Regions from separate parts of the Mus musculus genome. Here region 1 is linked to region 2. The links are chromatin contacts, called in public Hi-C maps. All regions are on one chromosome and are shown on one strand. Each heading gives the region's core, a stretch centred on a gene start, on an enhancer-like site or on the middle of the called end of the contact. The rest is flanking DNA. Distances are from core to core; before and after follow the strand shown.

Region 1 (5,863 bases), core at 569-3,068, 450 kb after region 2:
GTGCTCTGATGGAATGTTCTGGAAGGTCTGTTAGGAAGGGGTGCTAATACTGAATGAGCTGTCTGGGCTCTGTGAAGAGCAGAGTACAATCAGTGGTCTGCACAGATGCTGGTCTGGGATAGTGTCCACTGTGGAGGCTGCTGAGACCTTGGGCTCCTTGGGGAATCAAGCCATGTCCCCTACCAACCAGGACAATAATGGCGTCAAGGCAGGTCAGGGATGGTGTGTCAGTCAGAATCAATCCACGAGCCTGCCACTGAGCAACCTTCAGGGAACTTCTGATAATGATAGCTTGTCTGTCAGTTTGCTGTTTTCCATCACTAAGATGTGTCCAACCTTTTGACACTGGGATATGATGTTGTCATTCGCCTGTCATGATTTACCATCAAGAACCGTGTATATGTATATAAATATCACAAAACAATCTCAAAATGCTTTACGTGAGTTTATGGTTTTGCATTGGGTGGCATTTATAGAAATCCTTATGTCACGAGGCTTCCTACAACCCATGGGTCACAGGCTGGACCAGTCTGGACCAGCTTGAAAGACCCACAAAGTTGCAAGCCTTTCCCATTACCTTTCTGGATAAAGCAAGTTGCCAATCTGCCCATTGGGACACTATTTCTGTGTGCCCCATCTAAGTGGCTTGGCTTAGGAAGTCATCTATCTGAATAGTAGTAATAGTATCAGCAGTAGTAGTAGTAGTCATGGTTGTCACCACCACCACCACCACCACCATCATCATCATCACTTCCAAACCAGACAGGTAAGGGCAACACTGTTACCACCCTCTCTGCACACATAGGGGAACTGAGGCTGACCTGATTAGAAATCCACACAGCATCAGCAGACCAGCGGGGCAGATAGCTCAGCCTCGACGGCATGTCCTTTCTCATCCTGGGTGCTTTTTCAAACTGCCCTGCACATGCCAGAGGAGGTGATGGACAGGCGTCTTTTCTATTCAAGCCTGGACTGTAGGAGGCAGAGCAGATTCCTCTCCTCTCCGGCTTCTCTTTGGCTCATCGTTTCTCCTGAGCCCTGTTTCTCTGTCTTTTCTCCGCTTGGAAAATTGAGAGGAAAAACCACAGCCACCCTTTGAGACCTGATGTCTCAAAGCCCACTTTCTAATGACTATGTGGTATGTGGAGTCACACACAGGGTCCCTGGTGGGAGAGAAGACATGTGGGCTTCTTAAACTAATAAGCTTATCCTCTCTGGAGCTTAGAAGGTCCCCCTACCAGGCTTGGGTGCTTTTGGAATGACCCCAGAAGGGCTGAAATCCACCTCACTGAGACAGAATCCTGAGTATCTTGCCTGTTGCTGTCTATCCCCTGGAAGACAATAATCGCTCATTCCTAAGCACCTCGCCCAACCCCTGCTGTGTCCCAGGCAGTAAGCCACAGCTGCAGCTGGAGCCCTGTCCTCAGGCTCATCCATCTTACTGTCATCACTTGCTGCAGCTGTCACTACTCCAGAGCTAGCCAGGAGCATCTCTTTCCCTCCGGGTAGTGGTGTGCAGGAGCCATTCAGCTCCTGGCCAGGTCAGGAACCCCACCCAGATGCAGACTGAGAGCTGATTTAAAGCTGATAAGAGAGTCTGCAGTCTCTGCAAACCAGATGTTTTTGTTTAGTTTTGTTCCTTTTTGGGCTTGAATGGGTTAACAGAGGCGGCAGCAATGCCCCAATTCCTGCCGGAAGACATTTAGCCAAAAGTGGCATGTGCGTCATTTGGGACAACGGAGCACCCCACTCTGAGGGCAGCCTGGAGTGATTCACTGAGCATCTAAGAGAAAAGGCGGTAGCGTGAGACAGGAAGAGGGAGGGGGGGAAGCCTCGTTTTTTTTTTTTTTTTCCTTTGTGGTGCTTTGAGACTAGGGCCAGGTGTGGCTGCAGTTCTCTTGTGTGATGACATCCACATGGCTGGTCCTGGTTTTCACTCTCACGTGCGTCAAGAGTGCAGACCTGCTGAGGGGTGGAGGGCAGAGGGCTCAGGCCTGGTCATTTTTAACAGTGGCCCAGGACAGCTGTGTCACTCTGATAGGTGACCTTGACGGCTCTGCTGCTCCCAGGCTATGTGTTTGTCACCTATCCCCAGACCTCACTGCCTCCACTGTGACATGAGAACAAGAGGACATTCACCTAGGAAGCTGGAGCAGTGACTGGGACTTAGAGCAGATTCCACGGGAGTCTCAGATTTGCTGTGTCATAGCTTCAGATTTGCTGTGTCATAGCTGCTGACCCAGGAGGTAGCTCCCACCTGGTTCTCCCAAGGAGAATGAGAACTTCAGTTCCCTTCCCAAGGTCACGGCCAAGATTAAGAGAGATGTCTGCAAAATTTCTGGCAAACATGTATTTTGTATCCAGTGCATGCCCAGTGCCAGGGCTGTGGAATGAACCTGCAGTCTGCGGGGACAGGCAACACAATTGGGTGGAGCAGAGTGTTCGTGTTTAATAGACCATGGCTGTCTGCTCTCTTGTCACACCAAGAGTCCCCGGCACTCCCAGATCAATTTGTCATGTGACTAGCTATCTATATCTAATTAAACTTCTACTGAAATCTCAAGGCCAAGGCCTTCCTCTGGGCATCTCAACAGACCGGGATAGACCACAAGCTGCCTCAAGGGTCCAATTAGCATGGACAGGAATGGAGGCAGAGCAGGAAAGCTTGTTTCCCCACTGCTTAAGAAAGCTGTCTGCCTTCCTGTCCTGAAGTAGCCCTGAGATGGCAGAGGCAGGATAATTGTGGGCACAAAGGTGTGGGTGAGGTTATCTCACTTCTCTATAGGGGTATTGCTACTGCTTTGGGGGTTCAGTTCCCATCATGAGGTAATGGCCTGCAGGTTCCCCAATTCTTAAAATTAGAAACAGAAGAGGAGAAAAATTAGAGGAGCAGAAGGGAAGCAATTAGGGTAGAGACCTGGATCCTCCCTCAAGGGCATAGGATAGTTTCTAAAGGATCCCCTGGGAAGAATGAGCTGTTGGGGTCATGGTAGAGACATTTGTCCTGGATGACAGGCATGCTCTGAGGCAGAGGGTGTGCTCAGAGCACACAGCAGGGCTCCACTATCCACAGCTGGGCTCCTGCCAGTTTGACTGAAGGAGGTAAAGGGCTCTGTGACCACTTACCAGTGACCTCAGTGTTTGGGTAGGGGATGGGCTCCCTGTGTCCTCTCACTGAGCCGAAAAAAAAGGACAAAATCTGGGGCCTAAAAGCTGTGCCACAGGTCAGGGAGGGCTTCATTCAAAAGACTTGGCAACAGCTCACACTCCTGAAGGAAGTTGATGGGGGGCACTGTAAATCAGTACATGGTGGTGGGGCTTGGGGGCGCTGGGGGTGGGGCTTGGGGACGCTGGGGGTGGGGCTTGGGGTGCTGGGGGTGGGGCTTGAGGGCACTGGGAGTGGGGCTTGGGGGCGCTTGGGGGTGGGGCTTGGGAGCGCTGGGGGTGGACAGAGACAGAGTGTCTCAAGCCTATTCTGACTATGACATGCCACTCAGCTGTTCTTGATGCCCAGCCTTGTGCTGATGTTGCTGGCTCCTGTTGGTAAATCCAGTCCCTCTTAAGCATTAGGACATGCCACTTCATTGGTGATACTAGCCTGCAAAGCTGGAGTTGTCTCTTCAAACAAAGACATGGACAACTTGGGTGGGCCTAAAGAAACGGCTCAGTACCGGGCGTTGGGAGGCAGAGGCAGGCGGATTTCTGAGTTCGGGGCCAGCCTGGTCTACAGAGCGAGCTCCAGGACAGCCAGGACTACACAGAGAAACCCTGTCGCAAAAAACAAAACAAAACAAAACAAAAACAAACAAACAAAAAAAAAACAAAAAGAAAAAAAAGAAAAAAAAAAGAAAAAAAAAGAAAAGAAAAGAAATGGCTCAGTGATGGAGAGCTCCAACCACTCCGAAAGAGGACACATGTGCCAGCATACATGTTTGGTGACTAACAGCCACCTGTAAGTCCTGTTTCAAGGGATCTGATGTCACCTGGTCTCTGAGGGCACCTGCATTCACACATGCACACCCCAGCACACAAATACACATAATTTAAAATAAAGAAAAACAAAGGGAGAAAAGCAATAACCCTACCCCCCCCAGGCGCCTGGTGGGTCCATGATATGACTCTCAAACTGGGTTTCCTAGGACCCTAGACATCTACCAAGGTATGTCCTGAGTCTAGGCAAAGGGTGCAAAAGGAGAGAGTCCCCCTGCTTTCTGCCCTCAATGTAGCATGAGAGGGGACTATTTTCTGCTTATAAGTTGGATTTAGAGAGAGAATGTGTGCCAGGGCATGGCGGCTCATGCCTAATCTTAGCACCTAAGAGGCAGAGGCAGGTGAATCCTTTACATTTGAGGCCAGCCTGATCTACATAATGAGTTCTGGTCCAGCTAGGGCTACATAGTGAGAACCTGTTTCAAATAAATACACATAGAGTGATGACATATGGTAGACCAAGTTCTCCTGTTGACATGCATGTCAGCCTCCTCCTCTGGGCCCTGCTGCCTTGTACAGTGGTAAATAAACGAACCTTCGGTGAGTGAACCCTGGGATGTCAACGGGGTATGAGGGCAGTGTGACTCTAGCCTTGGCTTCAGTTGATGGATCAGAAGGCAAGCACAAATGCAATCTCTACCTTTCTGTGTTCAGGAGCCATCTGCAGGGGCCGGGGAGGTCCTTCTGTCAATCAGCTACCTCCCAGCTGCCAATCGCCTCCTGGTGGTGCTGATTAAAGCTAAGAACCTCCACTCCAACCAATCCAAGGAGCTGCTGGGCAAGGGTAAGTGAGGGTGCAAGGAGACAGGCAGGATGTCTTGTCTGGGATACAAGCAGAAGGCAGTGGTCCCTGGTGTAAATGGAGATGGGTGAACCGGGATGTGATAGGAGTCCCATAGTGAACTCACCCTCAGTGTCTGTTGCTAGTTCTGATGGACACACTCGTGTCTTTAAGTTCTCTCACCTCTCTGCTAGTGATTTCACACCTTCCCCCTCTCTTCTCCATTCCAAGCCTTGGCCAAACGCCCCCCCTCCCATATATACCTGCTGAACTCGGCTCACAGCAGGTGATGTGTGGCTATGAAGGTAAAGGCTGAGGTTTAAGGAATCTGTGATATAGATGCCCACATAAACCTATTCATAAAAGGCTTAAGGGTGCCTTCTGATACCTGGGCACAGGTCCCTAGTTGTGAGGACGGAGCAAGATCTCCTAGAAAAGCAGAAAAGCAGCAAGGATAGGTTGGGACCTACCTACACAGGGAACGGACTGCTCACTGCAAGATATCAATAATACAGAAATCATCTTTATGTATTAAAGTTAAAAAATACAGGTTCACCTGTGCATTCCTAACAAGTCTTGGGTAAATGAAATCAGAAGGGCTGGTGTTGCTATAGTCCTGAGCCACAGGTCAGAGGCTGATGCCTGGCTTCATCCCTTCCAGTCAATTCTGTCTTGCTTTTTTTTTTTTTTTTTTTTTTTAATAGCTCCCATCAGGACCATTACAGAAGAGCACTTTGTGTCTGAAATATCTCTGTAGAAATAACAAACTAACCACCCAGGGGCGATAACGATAGCAATAAATACAAAGTAACAATTATTCTCACATTAGCTTGGGCAACCTTGACTAATGAAAACAAACGGTCCTAAACTGTGGAAGCTTGCCTGCTGACTTGTGAATTTCCTGGGGACCTGAGGCCAGGGAGCCTGCCTCCACCCTCTCTATAGTAAATCCAGGTCCTCAGGTAAAACTTAGGAAAGAGACGTATGAACAAAACTCAGCCAGCCAGGACCATCTTAACGATAAAACATAGGCTTGACTGGACAATGGAGAAGCTAAAGGTGGAGAGAGCTTTTGTCTGGTCTGATTTGATA
Region 2 (6,117 bases), core at 425-2,924:
TCGCCTTTGCTTCCAGCTCAGCTGGGATTGTTGCCATCGGGAGGCAAAAAGGTTCAGGTCTTGGAAGAACTGAGCCAAGCCCCACAAAAGATTCAGAGAGAAAGTAAAAGGCCGAGACCCTCCCTGGCCCCATCCTGTGAGGGTTTGGAGTCCCCTACCTAAAGGCTAAGGAAGTCCCCCCAGTTCTAACAATGTAAAGCCTATGCTTTCTCCAGCTGCACTTGCTGCCCTCTCCTCTCCTTACACCCACCTTAATCTGGCGTCTCCATCTTGTCTTTCTTGTAGGACTCTAGCTGCGTACCAAGGCCTATTCCTGCCCTGTGCTCCCCCACTCAAGGGCACTCAGAGGGACCTCTTAGGTCTTCACCTCTGCCTGTCTCCTCTGCATCAAGCCCAGGGCCATCTTGAACACACGGGGCCCCAAGCTTTCCAGCCTCTGCTCTTGCTATGTTTCCAGCCTTTCTGTCTTCTCCTTGGGATCAACACTGCAAGCTGCAGGGCCTCACCTCCTGCTGCCCCTTAGAGGCCCTGGCCCACACATCTCTGCTAAGTTCTGCTAAGGCTGGTGTCTCACCCCTGACCTACTCTATGTCCATTAGCCTACCTACCTCTCAATTTTAAATTCTAAACTCAAACACACTCTTTGCTCTGTCTGGACAGCTTAGCAGTAACCATGCACATGTCCATCTTTGATTACACTGGCCAATGGCACAGTTTCTGGGAGACTGCCACCATCTGGCCTTCCTCTACCCACATAGAGCTGTTCAATTAAAACACTCTGATGTTTGTTTACCTGAACTCCTCCTTCCTCTCCCCGCCCCTTCGTGTGTGTGTGTGTGTGTGTGTGTGTGTGTGTGTGTGTGTGTTGGGGGGATGCTCAGCTCTGGAGTACACTTGTGTGAAGGCCCGAGGAGGAGGCTGGGTGTCCCATTCTGTAATTCGCTACCTTATGCCTTTGAGTGTCTCATTGAATCTAGAGCTAAACTGGCAGCTGGCAAGCCAGCAATCCTCCTGTCTCTGCTTTCTCATCCAGCCACACCCAACCTTTTCACTTGGGTGCTGGGAATTCGAATCCAGACCCTCATGCTTAGCAGGCCTTGCATGTAAGTTCTTCCTCATTCTTTTTTTTTTTTTTTTAAGATTTTATTTATTATTATAAACAAGTGCACTGTAGCTGTCTTCAGATGCACCAGAAGAGGGTGTCAGATTTCATTACAGATGATTGTGAGCCACCGTGTGGTTGCTGGGATTTGAACTCAGGACCTTCAGAAGAGCAGTCAGTGCTCTTAACCGCTGAGCCATCTCTCCAGCCCCTTCTTCCTCATTCTTTGCTGCTGTAAATAGTAAAGCTGTGAGCCCAGTCCCTCGGAGCACTGCTGCAGGCAGAGTCGGCAATGGAATTGCCATGTTCATAACCAGATGATCTTCAGAAAACACTGGGCTGTTTCCACCCCACCTCACAGCAGTCCTGTCCACTGTGAGAACATGACAGAAGTCTTACCTGTCACAGTGCTCTGTGCACACAGTAGGCTCAGTCAAATGTTTGCTTAGTGTGTGTATGACTTGCAGATTCTGGCGATTTTCCTGGAAAAGCACACTAGCTTTTGAGTGTGAGTCTGAAGTCAGCTGTAAGACTGGACACCTTGACGGACGATGCTCCTCACATCCTTGGTTGTTCTCTGGGTCATGAAGAGCCCTGAAAGTCTGTCACTTTCTTTGTTAAGTTGGTGTGTGTGTGTGTGTGTGTGTGTGTGTGTGTGTGTGTGGTTTTTGTCTTCAAAGCTGGCCTTGAGGATCCAGGTTGCTATGGCAACCCTGGAGCAAGCCTTCCTTTCCTTCCATCTTGGGAGCCCTTGTTGCCATAACAACCACTGAGTCCACTCTTCTTTTCCCAACTGTGTGGAGGGGAGGAGACCCATGCAAAGGAGGCAGGACCATGCTCCTTCCCAGGCCCAAAGAGTCACTGCTATCTGGTAACCAGCAGGTGAAGAAAGTTCAGGGTTCAGGGGAGTGGGGTGTGTCCACGCTGTAGAGGGTGATGTAACTATTCTTCCTCAGCACACCCACTTTAGGTGGCAGAACAGGATCTGACCTGGCTCTGGGGATGCACAGCTTGAATGAATCAGAGCCCTGTGCCAAGGGCACTGTGGCTCTATGATAAATGCTCCCCATAGCCTCAGGCATTTGACTTCTTGGTCTCCAGTTGGTGGCACTGTCTGGGGAAGGTTTAGGAGGTGTGGCCTTGCTGGAGAAAGCATGTCATTGGGCGTGGGCTTTGAGAGTTTAAACACCTGGGACATTTCTAGTTTTTTCTCTCTGCTGCTTGTGGCTCAAGAAGTGAGCCCTTGGCTTCCCGCTTCTGCGGTCATGCTTGCTGCTTGCTTCCACACTCTCCTGAGATGAGGGACGCCATGCCCCTGGAACTGCAAGCCCAAATAAATCCCTTCTATAAGCATTTCCTTGTCATGGTGTTTTATCTCAGCAATAGAAAAGTAATTTAGGCCAGCCGTGGTGACACACGCCTTTAATCCCAGCACTCAGGAGGCAGAGGCAGGTATATCTGTGATAAGGCCAGCCTGGACTACAAAGCAAGTCCAGGATAGGCTAGAGAAAACATCATCATCATCATCAATGACAAAAGAAACGTAATCATTACACTACATAAAAGCAAGCAGAGTTTCCCATACCTGCTTGCTCCACCTTGGTGAGCTTCCTTTCTTCTTGCTTGTTGTCTGTACCAGAGTAGGCTCCTCCTACCCCCAGTCTCCATAAACCTGTCAGTCACAAGACCTGCTCATCCTGCCTCTAGCCTTTCACCTGGATGTCCCTTTGCATCGCAGGCATCTGTTGGGTTTGCCTCAGCCATCTCTCACTTGGAGACCACTGTCGTTTCCCTCAGGGGCTAGTGTTCCTTCTCTGTCCCTAGCCCATTGACCATGGCTGGAGACAGGTGACTCTGGTCACAGACTGCCTCCTTAAGCTCCCAGCTGGCTTCAGGGTCCAGGCTTCCATCCGTGGAACACTGTAAGAAGTTTGCTCATTTCTGCTTTGCCTGTGTTCACTCGGTTCCTTCTGCTCAGGTATGATTCTCTCACTTCCACAACTCGGTCCCTTCCTGTCCCTCTGAGCTTTCAGTCGTGGCCTTCCAAGCTGGTGGAAGACAGGGGTTTCCACTTGGTTCTCCTGCAAACTATGTTAGGGACACCAAGAGGGTCAGGGACCATCTGAATATCATCTTTGATGGAACTCAAAGCTCTCTCTATCCCTAAACCTCAAGCAGGCAAGGGAAGCTGTGCAGGCGAGCCACGTGGTGCATCCTTGGGGTTAGACCCTGCCTTTATTTAAAGTGAAGATTTGGGGCCCAGGAGGTAGCTCAATAAAGCACTTGCATAGCAAGTATAAGAACCAGACTGGATCTGAGCACCTCCTAAAAAACTGGGTGTAGTGACCGAAGCTTGTAATCCCAGCACCCAGGAGGTGGGAGTCTTTGAGTCTTGAGGGCTAGGCCTCCTAGCATAGCCAATGAGATCCAGGCCTTAACAGAGGCATTCACTTTTGAAGCCTTGAGAATGACATCTGAAGTTGTCCTCTGGCTCCCCCAACCCCCACAGCCAGCACACACACATACTCTCACACACTCACACCTAACATTCACATACCTGTATGCACCTGCCCACACCCAAGCATGTATGTGCAAGTACACATACTTATAAAAGGCTTCAGAGATGGATCGGTGGGAAAGAGCATTTTCTGAGCAGGCACGAGGACAATTCCAGGACTCTGACTGGTGCAGACAGGAAGACCATAGGGACTTTCTGCCTGCCAGCCTAGCTCTAGGTTCTGTGAGAGACCCTGTCTCAGAGTAATAAAGTAGAAAGCAATAGACCTGATGTCTTCCTGTGGACTCCTCACATGTACTGGAGCGCTATACATGTACATAACACACACACACACACACACACATCACACTTATACACACATACATTCTCACACAAACAAATATATGTAATAAATATATAATAAATATATAATATACAACAAACATATAACATTATATATATACACACATGTGTATTATATATATATATATATCTACATGCATAGTACACACATGTATAAATAGATACACATACAAACAGGGAGACAAAAAGAAGTTGGGTCAGAAATAGAGGTTCCAACAGAGAAGAAGAGAAAGCAAAGAATTCCTTGAATAATGGCTCAGGGAGAGCAGTCGGGCCTTGCCCAGGGCAGCAGGAAGCCAGGGGATCTAAGGGCCAGCGAATTTGTCCCCAGGAATATGAATGGATCTGGCAAATTATGGGACAAGTTTGGCCACGTGGAAAATGACAGAGCTTGGAGGATTTTGTCAATTGTCTAAATAAAATAAAATAAACAACCCCAAGCTGATGAACAGCAGTAATAACTGACAAGGAAAACAAAAAGATACAGGGCTGTGGTCTACCACTTGGCCTGGGAATAACCGTATTGAGGTTGTGACAAGAGTGAAAGATATCGTAAGCGTTTAGAAAATCTAGGGGGGGGGGTGGGGGTGAGTGAGATTGGGGATAGATGTGGGGGGAGGGGCTGTAGAGATGGCTCAGAGGCTCAGAGGTCCTGGGTTCAATTCCCAGCAACCACATGGTGGCTCACAACCATCTATAATGAGATCTGGCATCCTCTTCTGGCCTGTAGGTGCACATGCAGGCAGAACGCTGTATGCATAATAAAGACAATCTTTTTAGAAAGGAGGCAGCCACTTGGGTAGCCTGCAGGAAGAGGGGGAAGCATGGGGGAAGAGGTCCATCTCAAGGCTAAGAGAAGACTTGGGAGGACCTTCAGAGCACAGGCATCTCTTAGAGACTGGGGTGAGCCCGCTGAGGCACAAGGTGAAGGAAGCGGGGGCAGCTGGTGCCTGCCTGCCTGCCTGCCTGCTATTCCCAGCCATGAGCCCACTGCTTCCTGGAGTCAATCAACTGCAAGTAGGAAATGTTTGAGAGAGGAAAAGAATGTGAGCATTGAACATGGGCAGGCTTAAAAAAAAACCTTATTATCCTTTAAAAAATACAATATAGGGATTATTTGCATACCATTTACATTGTATTACATATAATAAGTAATTCTGAGATGATTTAAAGCATGAGGGGTTCAAGGTTATATGCAAACAGGACACTGTGCTATTGAAGGACGTGGGCTCCTCAGATTTGGAACTTGTGGGGACCTTGGAGCTCATGGGAAGGAACCCAGGCTGGCTGTCATTGTTATCCAGGTAAATTCCAGGGATTACATGGATGAAAACAAAACTCATTTATGAGAAGTAGATTGGGGGACCAGCAAAATGGCTTAGTGGGTAAAGGCACTTGCCACTAAGCCTGACTATGCAAGTTCAAGTCCCAGGACCCACATGGGGAGAGGAGAGAACCGATTCCCACAGTTGTCTACTGACTTTCACATGTGCACCGTGGTTCTCGTGCCCACACAAGCAAATAGACAAATGGGGGTGGGGTGTAGTTAGAGCTCATCTTCTGTACTCTGCAAATGCAATTCTTCCCAATGACCACCAGGAGCCCAAACCATCTGTGAGCTACCAAAGAAGCCATGTCCCCAACTAGAACACAGAGTAAACCCTCTGTGAGCCACTGAAGCCATGTCCCCAACAAGGACACAGAGACATGCTTCTCATGTAACTGTGCAATGAGCATATAGAGTTGGTTACATTTTAAAGTATTTAAAAAATCAAAAACTTAGCTGGGCATGGTGGTGGATGCCTGTAATTCCAGCATATGGGAATTGGCATCGGAAAGAGTAAGAGTTCAAGGTTAGCCTTAAAGAACAAGTTTGAGGCTAGCCTATGCTACATGAGAGCCTGTCTAAAAAATCCAAGACAGAACACTCTTACACTCTTAAATTGTCCAAACTGGTAAAAGCAGGGCATCACAAAGAGATATTTGTCCTTTATAGACCGTGACAGGCAGTAATGACATTTTTGAGTTGAAGGTTGGTGGACGTGTTTGAGGTCACAGGCTGTGGAGACCGGGTAGAAGTTAGAGGTGGGCTCAGCTGTCTGTGCAGTGAGGAAAGTCACACACACACAACTACTGCCTGCTCATGTTGACCTTG

What was found. A called contact is a pair of places that touch in the nucleus more often than the background predicts.
Region 1: a Hi-C map of cerebral cortex shows a contact between it and region 2, with 2.6 times the contacts expected there. The contact joins two enhancer-like sites. A contact is called at or near these places in 5 of 484 Hi-C or Micro-C datasets (the HPC-7 cell line, cerebral cortex, embryonic stem cells and 1 more).

What each region holds. Positions count from the first base shown.
Region 1 is chr2:92,946,658-92,952,520 of GRCm38.p6, forward strand. Syt13 (synaptotagmin XIII) reads left to right here. Exons shown (of 6, transcript NM_030725.4): 5 at 4,645-4,774. Among named protein-coding and RNA genes, the nearest start is that of Gm13791, 30 kb to the left of the region's middle. Within about 2 kb of position 1,819, at least 109 of the 459 cell types and tissues checked have an H3K27ac peak or open chromatin away from gene starts, as enhancers often do. A contact at or near this core is called in cerebral cortex and trophoblast stem cells, where this site is marked.
Region 2 is chr2:92,498,062-92,504,178 of GRCm38.p6, forward strand. No RefSeq gene overlaps it. Among named protein-coding and RNA genes, the nearest start is that of Gm13817, 40 kb to the right of the region's middle. Within about 2 kb of position 1,675, at least 40 of the 459 cell types and tissues checked have an H3K27ac peak or open chromatin away from gene starts, as enhancers often do. A contact at or near this core is called in cerebral cortex and trophoblast stem cells, where this site is marked.